Linked DNA regions of Aedes albopictus: region 1 is linked to region 2. The links are chromatin contacts, called in public Hi-C maps. All regions are on one chromosome and are shown on one strand. The core of a region is the stretch at or near the end of the contact, and the rest is flanking DNA. Distances in the headings are between cores, read along the strand shown.

The links. Hi-C and Micro-C count contacts between places; a contact is called where the count stands out from the background.
Region 1: a contact with region 2 is called in a Hi-C map of whole body, with 6 times the contacts expected there. The contact joins the promoter of LOC109411128 here to the promoter of LOC109411133 in region 2. A contact is called at or near these places in 2 of 3 Hi-C or Micro-C datasets (embryo and whole body).

Annotation. Positions count from the first base shown.
Region 1 is chr2:287,259,282-287,265,542 of AalbF5, forward strand. LOC109411128 (electron transfer flavoprotein-ubiquinone oxidoreductase, mitochondrial) reads left to right here and starts at 3,064. Exons shown (of 5, transcript XM_029872969.2): 1 at 3,064-3,218; 2 at 3,322-3,497. The coding sequence starts at 3,467.
Region 2 is chr2:287,074,204-287,081,315 of AalbF5, forward strand. LOC109411133 (oxysterol-binding protein-related protein 9) reads right to left here and starts at 2,579. Exons shown (of 15, transcript XM_029872961.2): 1 at 2,299-2,579. The coding sequence starts at 2,406.

The DNA.
Region 1 (6,261 bases), core at 1,814-4,313, 190 kb after region 2:
TTATGGAAGAATTTCTGCTGGGATTCCCCAGGAATTCCCTCTGAAATTCTAGCATGAATTTTTACTGAGTATCCTCGAGCAATACGTATTCCCCAGGAATCCCTTCCGGGATTCCGGGATTTTACCTAAAATTTCTACTGGGATTTCTTTTCGGGATTCCTCCGGGGATTCCTCCAAGAGTTCCTCCGGAGATTCAATCAGAAATTCCTTTGGGGATTCCTCACGAAATTCTTCCGGAATTCTCAGATGATTCCTCAAGGAATTCCTCCGGGGATCATTCCAGGAATTCCGTCGGGGATTCCTCCGAGAATTCTTCCGGGAATTCCTCCGAGAATTCCTTCGAGAATTCCTTCGAGGATTTCTCCGAGAATTCCTCCGAGGATTCCTCCGAGGATTCCTCCGAGGATTCCTCCGAGGATTCCTCCGAGGATTCCTCCAGGATTTCCTCCGGGAATTCCTCCGGGAATTCCTCCGGGAATTCCTCCGGGAATTCCTCCGGGAATTCCTTCAGGAGTTCCTCCGGGAATTTCTCCAGGAATTCCTCCGGGAATTCCTTCAGGAATTTCTCCGGGAATACCTTCAGAAATTCCTCCAGGAATTCCTCCGGGGATTCCATCAGGAATTCCTCCGGGGATTTCTCTGAGAATTCCTTCAGGAATTCTTCCGAGAATTCCTTCCGGAATTCTTCCGGGAATTCCTCAAGGAATACCTCCGGAAATTCCTCCAAGGATTCCTCCAGGAATTCCTTCGGGAATACCTCCAGGAATTTCACCGAGGATTCCTCCAAGAATTCCTCTAGGAATTCCGCCGAGGATTCCTCCGGGAATTTTTCCAATAATTTCTCCAGGAATTCCATTAGGAATTTCTCCAGAAATTCCTCCGGGGGTTCATTCAGAAATTTACTCGGATGTTCCTTCAGGAAATTCCTCCGTGGATTTTTTCCAGTAATTCCTTCCGGCTATTCCCTGAGGATTGCTCCAGGCATTTCTCCAGGGAATCCTTAGTGAAATTCCTCCGGGAATTCCTCGGGAATTCACCTGAGGAATTTTCGGATGAATTTCTAGGGGAATCTTTAAAGGAATTCTAGGAGGAATCTCCACAGAAATTTTATATGAAATTTCCGGAGGAACTTCCGGATTAATCTCCGGATAAATTCTTGAGCAATCCTGGAGGATTTCCTGCAATAATCCCCGTAGGAATAACTGGAAGAATTGCTGGAGGAATTCCTGTACGAACTCTTGCAGGAATGACAGAATAAATTACAGGAAGAATCGTAAAAGAGCTCTAGAAATATTATAAAAGGGAATTTCTGAAGAAATTCCCGGAGAAGTTCCTTAATGAATTACAGGAACAATTGCTACAGGAATCTCTGGAAGAATTCCTGGAGGAATCCCAAGAGAAATACCCGGACCGATTTCTATATTAATCTCCGGAGGGATGCCTGAAGAAATTCCAGGAGTTTATTGAGGAATCAAAGGAGAAAATGCTGTAGGGTTCCCCGGAGGAATTTCTTGAGGGGGCACTCCTGGACATTTTCGCTTGTGATATTCGCAGCAGATTTTCTCTAACTGCAAGTGTTTACAAAATTTGTTGCTTACCACTGGTGCGTTTTGTTCGAAACAAACAAATAAAAAACAACACAACACTTTTGACATATATGAAATAGCAATCGTTTCCTGCGCAACTATCGGGCGCCTAAATTTGTGCGCTCGATGTTTCCCGAAAGCCTCGCTGCTTTTTTACTAGCCCGGTTAGTAGCCCCCGATAAGGTATAGCGCTATGATACTGCGCTATGTAATTTAGTTTAGTCGCGCACCGGTAAAGGTGCTCTAATGCAAGTTTTAGATTGTTTGCTCCCTTGTTTGCTCCCCTAGACTAAACGATGGGTTCTTTATGGGTATCCAGGTTATTTCATAATCGGAATCCCCGCCCAAAAATTTGCCGAAATCCTACATTCCATGATTTTTTGTGCCCGGGAACTATTTTTAAAATGCACTTTAAGTTTTTATGGGGTAAATTTTTTGTTCGAGATGAACCACAGACAAACAGACGTAACACTTGCGAAATTTTCATCGACCACGCTTTTAACGATCATTTTAAATTTTCATAGTTGTGGTTTTCACAACCAGAGGCACGCGCATCGTTTTTCTATGCGTTTGACGTTTCACACTAGCGCCTTCTGTTGACGATATTGCACAACACAGTGATTCGTGCCACTTTTTGTTCAAGGTGTTACATCTGTTTGTCTGTGGATGAACTGTCATTCTATCCACAAAAGTAAAAACTATTTTGTTTATTCAACCGCCAAAACAAAGTTATGGAACGCAATAAAATCACGTTGTACTCAGAAAAATGAGCTCTTTCGGTTAGGCTAGAGACAATAGCAATATTTTATTCACTAAACAAACTAATTGGCTTCTTTAATGATGTTGTTAATTCGATATTCAGAATCTGCATGTCAAACTGAGCTGAAATCCAAATTTTCATGAATTTTGGAGCCCGGAAACCTATTTAAAAGCAATTTGTCGAATCACCTCGTCGCAGTTTGTTCTGAGCGGAGCTGTCAAACAGTTGTCCAGCTGTCAAAAGATGTTTCAAAAAAATCTCTTTGATATTGAATTTAGGTACCAAAATAAGGTTCTAAAAATCTGAAAAAAAAATCATAGTGGTTCAGAAAAAGGTGCTCTTTCGTATAAAATCAAAAAATTAATACATTTTTCATAATTTTAAAACCCAATTGGGTTACTCATTTCCTATAGAAAATGGTTGGTTTACCAAAAAGGTAAGCTAATTCTTTCAGATTTGTCTGAGCATGCCATTTGTAGTTTGTATGGAAATTGCTATAGAGAAGTCAGCTTTAAGTTGCATCTCTTGAAACATTTCTCCCAGTCATATTAAAAATAAAACGTATATGCAGAATATAGATCATGTCCCAAATCCATTTTTACTAGCTGCGGACTAAGATTATTCACCCTAGATCCATCTTCCACATGTTCGTTCCACAAACGTTCCCTACTTTTCCGACGCCAATGTTAACTTCGTGAGCAAACTGTCATTCCACGTTTGTTGTTGGCTTTGTGTTGTTCGAGTAAAATCAGCTTGCAGTTCAATTTATTCTACTCGTACTTCCAAGTTGTTCAGTTAATTTCTACATGTTATTTGTTATATTTTGTCCGTTTCTTAGTTAGATACAAGTGTTGTCCCAATACAGTCATACAGTGAGCATCATTTATTTATAGGTGTTATCCCGGAATTGGACTTAGTTCCAAGTCCATCAAACAGATCCTAAAAGTGTCTTCCATATCTGGTGTGTCTGTATAGATTAGGTGCAAAGTTTATCTCTCAGTCGCGGTACGTTGCGCGAAGGACAGCAGCTGATTTTGTTTTGTGAAACGAATATTATTGCTTGAATGCATAATTTGCTCTAGTGTTGTTATATAATTGATTTAGTGATAAGGATTCAATCATGGCTAGGAACATCCTACAGCTGTCGAAATGTAAGTATCAATTTTACTGAATTTTTTGATGTTTTATTTTTAGTTAAATATGGGTCACTACTTTTTTTAAAGTAATTATGCATCAACGAAAATTTACTTTAAAATACTGCTGGAAAATGTGCTTCTTTCGTTGTAAATATGGCTTTCTTGTTTGCGTCATAATATACCGGTGATCCCTAAGCGTAGATTTTTTTTTGGACTTTGACCCGCACTTCTTGGCAACCTATACGTTGTGTACCTATAATTTATAATAGATACAGTATACAGATATTCGACATTTGGGGAAAAAGGATCTTAAGGGGTATGTACACTTTTTTATTAGTGAACAATGAACGCATTTTGTTAGTTAACAGCCAATTACTTTCAGGACATAAACATAAATTCTGCAAGCATTCCACAATTTTTGGAAGGGAGGCAAAGATGGTAGAAGAGGCTTAAATTGTTAAATCATCAGATTTTTATAGATGATTGAATTGAAGCAGTGCTTAACTAATTACAATTGAGACATTTGCTTGAGAAACCTGGTGGCCACCTAATCAGGAAAACCTGCTGCGTTTTGTTGCAACTTATTCCGCTAGATATGACTACGTGGGTTCATTCTCAAATTGGTGTTGCTTTGAGGTTACCTATGAAAAGCTGAAGCATGCAGGGCTGAATTATAAATGTTAAACATTCAATAGGCGTCAACTCAAAAGTGCCCATGCTTAAAATCACTACTAAAAATAACAGTCTGTTTAAAAGAAAGGAAAATCACTTATGATATTGGTAGTAGCTATAAAGCCAATCACTGTGATAGCATAACTCGAAAGACCAGTTCATCTTCATATTAGAGGAACTGTTCTTGATTTTATGCATGGAACTAAAAATTAACCTAAATAGGTCTCCAGTTAGCCTAGTGGTTAAGGCTATGGATCGCCAATCCGGAGACGGTGGGTTCGATTCCGTTCCGGTCGGGAAAAATTTCTCGACTCTCTGTGGGCATAGTGTATCATTGTACTTGTGTCCCAGTGGAGACGTCGAGCCACAAAGAAGAAGAAGAAGAAGTTTTTACATTTGAGTACATTTTTTGCGGGTTTTGGTGCTGGAAAATATTTTCAAATATCTCGTCGAGGAGTTTCTAGACGAATTGTTGAAATGGACTCTTATGAAATATTATTTGGATTCATTTCTGTTAAACCTTTTATGGAATTGCAGCATGAATTCTTACACCCTTAGAAAAAAAATATGCGTAATGGTTGCCATTTTTTTCCCCTGGGATTGGTTTATTATTTGGAGCCTGAATTTTTCCTATCGTTATTATACAGTTTTGTTCAAGTATTTTTGTTGTTTTGTTGCAGAAAATTATAAAAATGTCAAAAGATGCTGAAAGATATTTTTCGGATGTGCTAGGTTGTTTAAACTGTCCTTAAGTTTACATATGAAGTCTACGGGTGTAAAATTAACTTTTACATCTTGATGATGATTAACCTGGGCTTGTTAGGGGAATATCTGTAAATAAAAGAAAATCGGGTTAAGTACGGTTCCTTTGAATTCCACTAAGAATTTGCATCCTTTGACAGATACGTATTTCGACCTCAACTGTAAGGTCGTCTTCAGTGTCTTGTACTTGACTCGAGTCAAGTACAAGACACTGAAGACGACCTTACAGTTGAGGTCGAAATATGTATCTGTCAAAGGATGCAAATTCTTAGTGGAATTCAAAGGAACCGTACTTAACCCGATTTTCTTTTTTTTACATCTTACAAAGCTGCGCCATCAGTTGCGCATACAAAGTTTAGCAATCAGTTGCGAAGTTTTAAGTCAAGAAGTTAAAAATATAAGAATCTACAGCAGCTACAGTTTATAGCTTATATAAGCAGCTAGAGTAACATAGTATCAACTGGGCTTATTGGAGGTGATAGAATATTGACAAAGCCTTGAGATACTTTCAATATATTCAGGAGTATCCAAACTGTTCTGAAATCCAGAACATGGATTGAACAGTCGTTACAGTAACTTCAGTTATTGCGGTTTTGAGTTACGCCAAATAATCATCCATAATGATTGTATCTCCCGGAAGCTGAAGAGGCATGAAAAAATATTTACAGGCCTTCCTGTAGGTGCAGGGAATACATGAATCTGATTTTTTTTAGTTCTAATATTCCCATCATGTAATTCTGCTTGATGTTATAATACAATGCATTCACTCATCTTCACTGAGTTTATTGGGATGTAGACACTCATGAGAAATCAGGACATTCACCTTGCTTAGCTTATACTAGAATACCAAATGAACCTGGGCATCAAAGGTAATTAGTTCCGTTTGCGATTTATAGAGATTTATCAAATATCAATTATGTACTTTGAAACCCATGTGGGATCAGTAGGCTTTAACTTATATTTTAGATTATTAGGAAACTTTACAGATGTAAGGCTTGTTATGAGAAGATTATAGTTACTGGAGGTCGTTTGGTTCATATTCCAAGTACAGAGAATATACATAAGCTGAAGAAAAACTGTGGTCAATCAGCCATGTGTAATGAAAGTCGTGGTAGAATGAATATACCATTTTGTGGCAATGGAGATTATTTCCTGCAATTGGAAATGCCTCAAAATACTACAGGTAAATCTTCAAAAAGCTATATTGGAGCAGTAATCATTCTATAGACCGTTTCAGAAATTATAAATTCACCTTGTTTGTTGAATAAATCGAACTATTCTATATAGTGATTTTAAACTTTTTTTTCTACAATACAGTATAGTGTGTTCAATATTTTCACATTGA
Region 2 (7,112 bases), core at 1,329-3,828:
GCGCCCTTGGCAAGCATCCTGATTTGCGCCCCATAGTAATGTCTATTGTTTTCATTTTTATAAAATGTCTTCAAAAGTTTTTTTGTTCTGATATTTTGGTGACATTTTTTGAGAAAAAATATTTTATTCTCGAGAATTTCATATTTGTTTCGAATTTCCATTAAAAACTGTTTTGAAAGCATTGTATTTAATTTGTTGTGTTTTCAACGTTATATTTTTTGAGATATTTAGACATTCATCTGTTTATTTCTACCAAACTGTTTCACATTCATTCAGTTTTTTTATATCACTTTTCAACACAACTTCAATAGCTTTTTTAACAGCATACTTCCTGAAGTTTATAACTATCCTGGAGTCCTCTAAGAAGCCTATTTCCGTGAAAAGTTCATTCAGTTTTGTGCGTACCACAGGTGCTTTATGAAATTTTCAAGATATTAAATCGAAATATTTCATAAGTAGATCTGTAGTAGTTAATTGCAAAAGCAATTGAGATTGGTAGGGGCTGTTTTTCGAATTAGTTGCTCTAATAACAAAATCTATCTTATCAACCTTAACTTTCATCAACTTATGTTGATTCGGGGGCACGGACTATGGAAAGTAGGCTTGGAATAGCCAATTAATTATTAAAAAAAAAACATAACTAAGACAAACAACTTGTAGCTATACAGCTAGATTTTCACAGGAACCATATTTATTGATGAGATCAAGTTTTAAAATGCAATGCTCAATATTTTTTGAAATGGTTGATTTGGTTGAAAACATATTTGGAAGATAACTTGAGACATAGTGAGAATGCTGATGGATTTAATAAAACTTCTACAGAAATTGTGATTTTTGAAAATTCACACAAAGCTTCCTATTTTTATTTCTTATTTTTTAAGCTTAAATTGGGAAAAATATAGAATAATATCTTAAAAGGGGTATGAATTCCCAGGAAAAACTATTGTAAACATTCAAAAGAAAGTCTGAACAAATCTGTATATGGAAAAATGCTACAACAGCAAAAACATGATAACTGTGGGGTGTGAAAATATGTGTGTTTCTGAGATACAGTGCATTAGTTTGAATCTTGTTAAAAACACCATATCATTCCTTCCAGCCTTTGGCCAATTTGCCGCTCCTCTGAGGCTGGCGCCCTTGGCGGGGGCCAACCCGGCCAACCCCACGCTACGGCTCTGCATGTAATCAGTCTTTTATGGTCCGCTTCGAAAGGGATATGCAAAACTTGTTTTGACGTGCATACGATTAAAACACTTCTGCGTTCGTGAAGTAAAAATGAGCATTACGATGAGGATCCTCAGATGTTGGTCTAGGATCAATAGCGAATCGCACCCTTAGATTTAATTTACTCTGTAGAAGCTCAAAGCCCTTCGTTCCTTTAAACTTTTAAGCTCACTATCACGGGTTAATTTAAATAACTTCCTACCAATTGACAAATAATGCAGCTATATTTCTGGTATACACATTTTTGATAAGGATCTTGAAGTCATTATTAACTCTCATAATCATTGCAAACTTTCGGGAATAAACTTTTCATAGTTCTCAGGAGTTTTATTTTTCTTGGCAAATCACATTTTCATCGCAATTTTTAAGAAGTTCCTTGTAAGACATCCGACAAATTTGGTAATTTGGTGTTAATTACTAATGATATACCTCGCAAATGTATTTCAACTTTCAAACTAGACCTTGTGACTACAGCTAATAATTTGAATAATATCAGTCAACATCTTGAATATTTTTTGGTTTACGTATCTGTTAATTTAAGTTTAAATCACTATCTTGATATGAATTAAGCTAAACAGAAGGCATTTTACTACTTGATAGGATCTAGTTAGAGGATTTTTTAGAATGCCAACAATTTATACATGAGAATACCTTTGAGATAGTCCATAACCAGATAGTTTTAAGGATGTAAGTTTTGTTTGAAACATTGTGGTAGTTTTTATACCAATGATTCATATTGACGATTTTAAATGAAAACATATCATGTGTATTTATTTGAATATTGGCCTCGTTAGAATCGAGTCACGTTCGCTTGTATGATTGGATATCCTTGAGCACCTGACCGACCTTAAAAGGGGCGGGGGTAATGTTTATTTTATGTTCCCATTGAGGAAGACAGTGTTGTGATGCGTCATTACTAATGTTTTGACTAACACTTCCCACCTTACCAACGATAACGACTCCGGTAACGGAAGAATCATCGGCAACTTTCGCATATCAACTTCCCCGGCGTGAAAATGGCCGATAACAGGCAGTGATAAGAGAGGGATAACGCAAAACAGTGTTCGTACATACCGTGTAGTAGGACAACAGCCCCGCATACTCATCCAGCACGAACCAACGATACTGCCATCCCTTCATTACGTTCGTCCACTTGGAGAGGGTGCCTTCTAGCATTGCCATTGTTGCTGGTCTGCTCGCTAATCCACCGCTTTTTCCCGCAACGATTCACTAAAATTTACCCGACGAAATCACTGGAATTTCACACAATTTGCGCAAGCAAAACACGACGCGATTCGAACTCGGACAAAAATCACACAAAAACTTGTCACCCGACGTCAGACGAGCGGCGAGAAACGTCAAGGTTTGTTGTTGTTTTTGTAACCAGAAAGCAGTGGCGTTGTGAACTGGAGGATCCCCTGGACGGTGCTCGAACTGTAGTTTACAATGCTTGAAAATGAAAAAGTGTGATTCACACAACACTGGTGCGGAAAATTTGCTTTGAAATCGATTGGCAGATGATCGGAAAATATGAGAATTATTTCACTGTGGAGTTGGTCGGCACTTGGGTGGGTGATACGTCAAATTGAATCAGAAAAACCAAGTACATTGCTATTGCGGCGAGTATCTGAAATGTAAATAATTAATTTCAATGCTATTAGGTCCGAAATTAGGTCTTCACGTTAATGTTCAATGCTCGGTTCAAAGGTTGCCTGAATGATGATTCACCTATATATTATAATCTTATACTATAATTATACTAATTATATATAATAATCTTATACTATAATACTTACTGATGCAAACAACGGCCAGTCAAAATGAAATAGACCACACGAGAATGTCACGTCCCGCATCTTTATCTGTAGGCCAAATGTAGACAGCTGAAACACATATCAAATTATTGTTTTATTTAGATACTCTCAATGGATCACTAAAATAACTAAAACGGCCGCTATGAAATGAACAGATAGCGCCACCGTAGCCTTGTTTGTTTGACGTAACTCCACTGCTGTCACTGTGTTACCGTCCATATACGGTGGCGCTTTTGTTTTGATGCGATGAGTAGCGGAAAAGTCGGCTTCAATGATCCATTAAAGACTAAAGACAAACAGAACCTGGAAACGGAATATTTAATCAAAAGTTAACAAAAATAATTAATAAGCAAAAAGTTAATAAAAATAATTAATAAAAAAAAGTGAGGCACATGAGCATTATTATGAACATTATGGAACACTTTTTCATGATGCAATTGAACCAGTGTTAAAATATGAGCCACTGATAGATATGTCAATACCGTATTAACTAATAGTCCTACATGTACGCCAAACTGGGCCGTAATCCAAATTTTCATGAAATTTCGTGCCCGGGAAGCATCCAATTCAAACTTAATCCAAATCCAATCCAAATCCAATCCAAATCCAATCCAAATCCAATCCAAATCCAATCCAAATCCAATCCAAATCCAATCCAAATCCAATCCAAATCCAATCCAAATCCAATCCAAATCCAATCCAAATCCAATCCAAATCCAATCCAAATCCAAATCCAATCCAAATCCAATCCAAATCCAATCCAAATCCAATCCAAATCCAATCCAAATCCAATCCAAATCCAATCTAAATCCAATCCGAATCCAATCCAAATCCAATCCAAATCCAATCCAAATCCAAATCCAATCCAAATCCAATCCAAATCCAATCCAAATCCAATCCAAATCCAATCCACATCCAATCCAAATCCAATCCAAATCCAATCTAAATCCAATCCGAATCCAATCCAAATCCAATCCAAATCCAATCCAAATCCAATCCAAATCCAATCCAAATCCAATCCAAATCCAATCCAAATCCAATCCAAATCCAATCCAAATCCAATCCAAATCCAATCCAAATCCAATCCAAATCCAATCCAAATCCAATCCAAATCCAATCCAAATCCAATCCAAATCCAATCCAAATCCAATCCAAATCCAATCCAAATCCAATCCAAATCCAATCCAAATCCAATCCAAATCCAATCCAAATCCAATCCAAATCCAATCCAAATCCAATCCAAATCCAATCCAAATCCAATCCAAATCCAATCCAAATCCAATCCAAATCCAATCCAAATCCAATCCAAATCCAATCCAAATCCAATCCAAATCCAATCCAAATCCAATCCAAATCCAATCCAAATCCAATCCAAATCCAATCCAAATCCAATCCAAATCCAATCCAAATCCAATCCAAATCCAATCCAAATCCAATCCAAATCCAATCCAAATCCAATCCAAATCCAATCCAAATCCAATCCAAATCCAATCCAAATCCAATCCAAATCCAATCCAAATCCAATCCAAATCCAATCCAAATCCAATCCAAATCCAATCCAAATCCAATCCAAATCCAATCCAAATCCATTCCAAATCCAATCCAAATCCAATCCAAATCCAATCCAAATCCAATCCAAATCCAATCCATGTTCTGATAAAAGTCACTGCTTTTTTGACGCCCAAGCTTTGAATAATTCATTATTCTCCTGAAAGGTTTAGAAATGTTCGGTTTCGTAGGGGAAAAGCACTAATCATCGTCACTGCTCTATTCTTCGCCCCCTCAATGCAATTTCAATTTTTCATCTATTTATCTTTCAAATATGTATATACCTTTTCGATTATCGCATCGTTGAACGTTTTCTGTTTGCTTCTTATGATCTGATGTACCACATCGCCAGAGCTGTGCAACACATCGATGGTGCTTGACGCCGCGTAGATGATAACCACTATTGTTACCATGTAGTAGATAATCCAAAATCCGTTGGCAGCCGCCATCAATTGAAATCGAATGGATGTAACGTTGAACGCTCTGGGAAGTAAAACCGATTATTGATCACCCAAACACAGATACAGATATTTTATGTCATTCAAATCAAGACCTCAGAATCTTTAAACTATACAAAAAACATAATAAATAAAACATAAATATTTTATAAATAAAGGAATAAATATAATAAAAAAAATGAATAAATAATCAAAATACATAGAGCATATAAAGTCAAATATTTAATACTGTAGAGTGAGCATAAATTTGAAAATAATGAAGCTACGACAAAATCATATAGGGTGTTTTGGCATTATCTTACTTGTACATAGCGAACAGTCCGAAAACTAGAAAAAGAAACATTGCTGCAAAGTGAAGCATTAATTGAAAAGAATACGTCCGATTAATCAGTACAATGCTTTCACATGCCGAATAATGCAGGCTAGACATGTTTTCTATAAAGGTAATGATCTCCGAAGAAAGCGAATGACGACCAACTTTGAGTTGCTTCAAAAGACTGAAAAATAAAATAGAATATAAAAGTATGATTATAAAGAAATTCTGAGTCCCACCAACATTTTACTATCATTCAACGGATCGAACAAAATGCGTAATGTATCGGCGAACGTTCTGACATTTGTAGGCTCCGGTTTGACCATTTCCTGTGGTTCTTTAGTCTGAATTTTTGCTTCCTTTAATTTCCCGTCGATGGTGAATATTTCCTCGTAGGCAATGGTTGGCGTTGCGATGGTCAGATCGCCACGGTTATGCTCAAAGTCTTCGAACAGAAGCTGCTTCAACAGTCTATTAACAATGGCTACTCGTGCTTTTACGGTAAAAGTGAAGAATATGTACTCCGTTACGAATACTAACGAGGTCATGTTCACGATGTAGTACGATGTGTAGAGAAGCTGAGTCTGAATTTGCAGCTTGAATGCAAGCAGGTAGTAGTATCCGAGGATCACCAGCAACAGAAATATATTTTCTGTGAGAAATATTACATAGAATCGACTAAAAGAAGATAATATATTAATATTGTTGCAAATTTTGATTTGAACCTAACATGTACTTACATTTGACCTATTCTATATTGAACATTAACGTGAAATTCGTTAGCTAGTCTTTGGTTGACATCATTTAATACTTCTAAGATGGTCCATTTCTTCTTCCTCAGAATGATATTCGCAATACTCATGACGAGCGCTGAAAATATTCAATAAGCATGCGTAATGTGATGCTTTAGTTTTCTTATAGTCTTTCTTAGTAGCCATTCCATAGAAAACCGATAAAGTGCAACTCCGATTGTCGTGAAACTTGGTGCGTTTGTAGTTCATCGAAAATCATTAGAATCGTATTTGTTTTTATTTCGTCATTTTTAGATAGGATAATCAAAAAAAAAAGGTTTTTAAAAACTAAAAAAAATGCAAAAAATATAACTTTGAACTAGTTTACCGATTTGAAACTTACATTGCATTTTTTTTTTGTGTTTAAAGGGTATTGAATTGTAGTTTTTAGGAAAAATATGTTAAAAGGTAGATTCTACTACTGGAACCATATTAGTTTGTCAATCAACTGTTAAGGTTTCCCGTGTAGCTGCCGGCTTTTTTTTCTTCTAAACCATAGGGGGATAATCTGCTCAACAGACACCCTAACAGAAGGTTAGGGTAGTGTAGGTCTGAGGCCGTCTTCTACATCAAAAGTTAAAGCCAGGACTACTCTCTCCTCGTACCCACTAAACCATTCCTATGGTCGCCAAACCCTACGTCTCTTCGGAACCACGAAGGTATTGCTTCAGAGGGGGTCTAGTGCACATCACACCCTCAAGGTTAGCTGCGTAGCCTAGCAGCAACGAACATCGATTACTCGCTCTGGAGAGTCCATTACGGTAACATGCTGGCGCTTAGCCAGTTTCCCGAGTGGTCTTCGCCACTCCCTTTGTCTTCGGAAGGCGGGCAGGGTCAACTCCGCCCGCGCTCAACTGCTTTGCAGACATCAAGAACTGATGCCCACGTGCAACCCGGTCTGACCTGCTGAAGGCAAGGGTATCACTACCCTTCAGGCCCTATCAGTCGCAACAGAAGGTTGCTG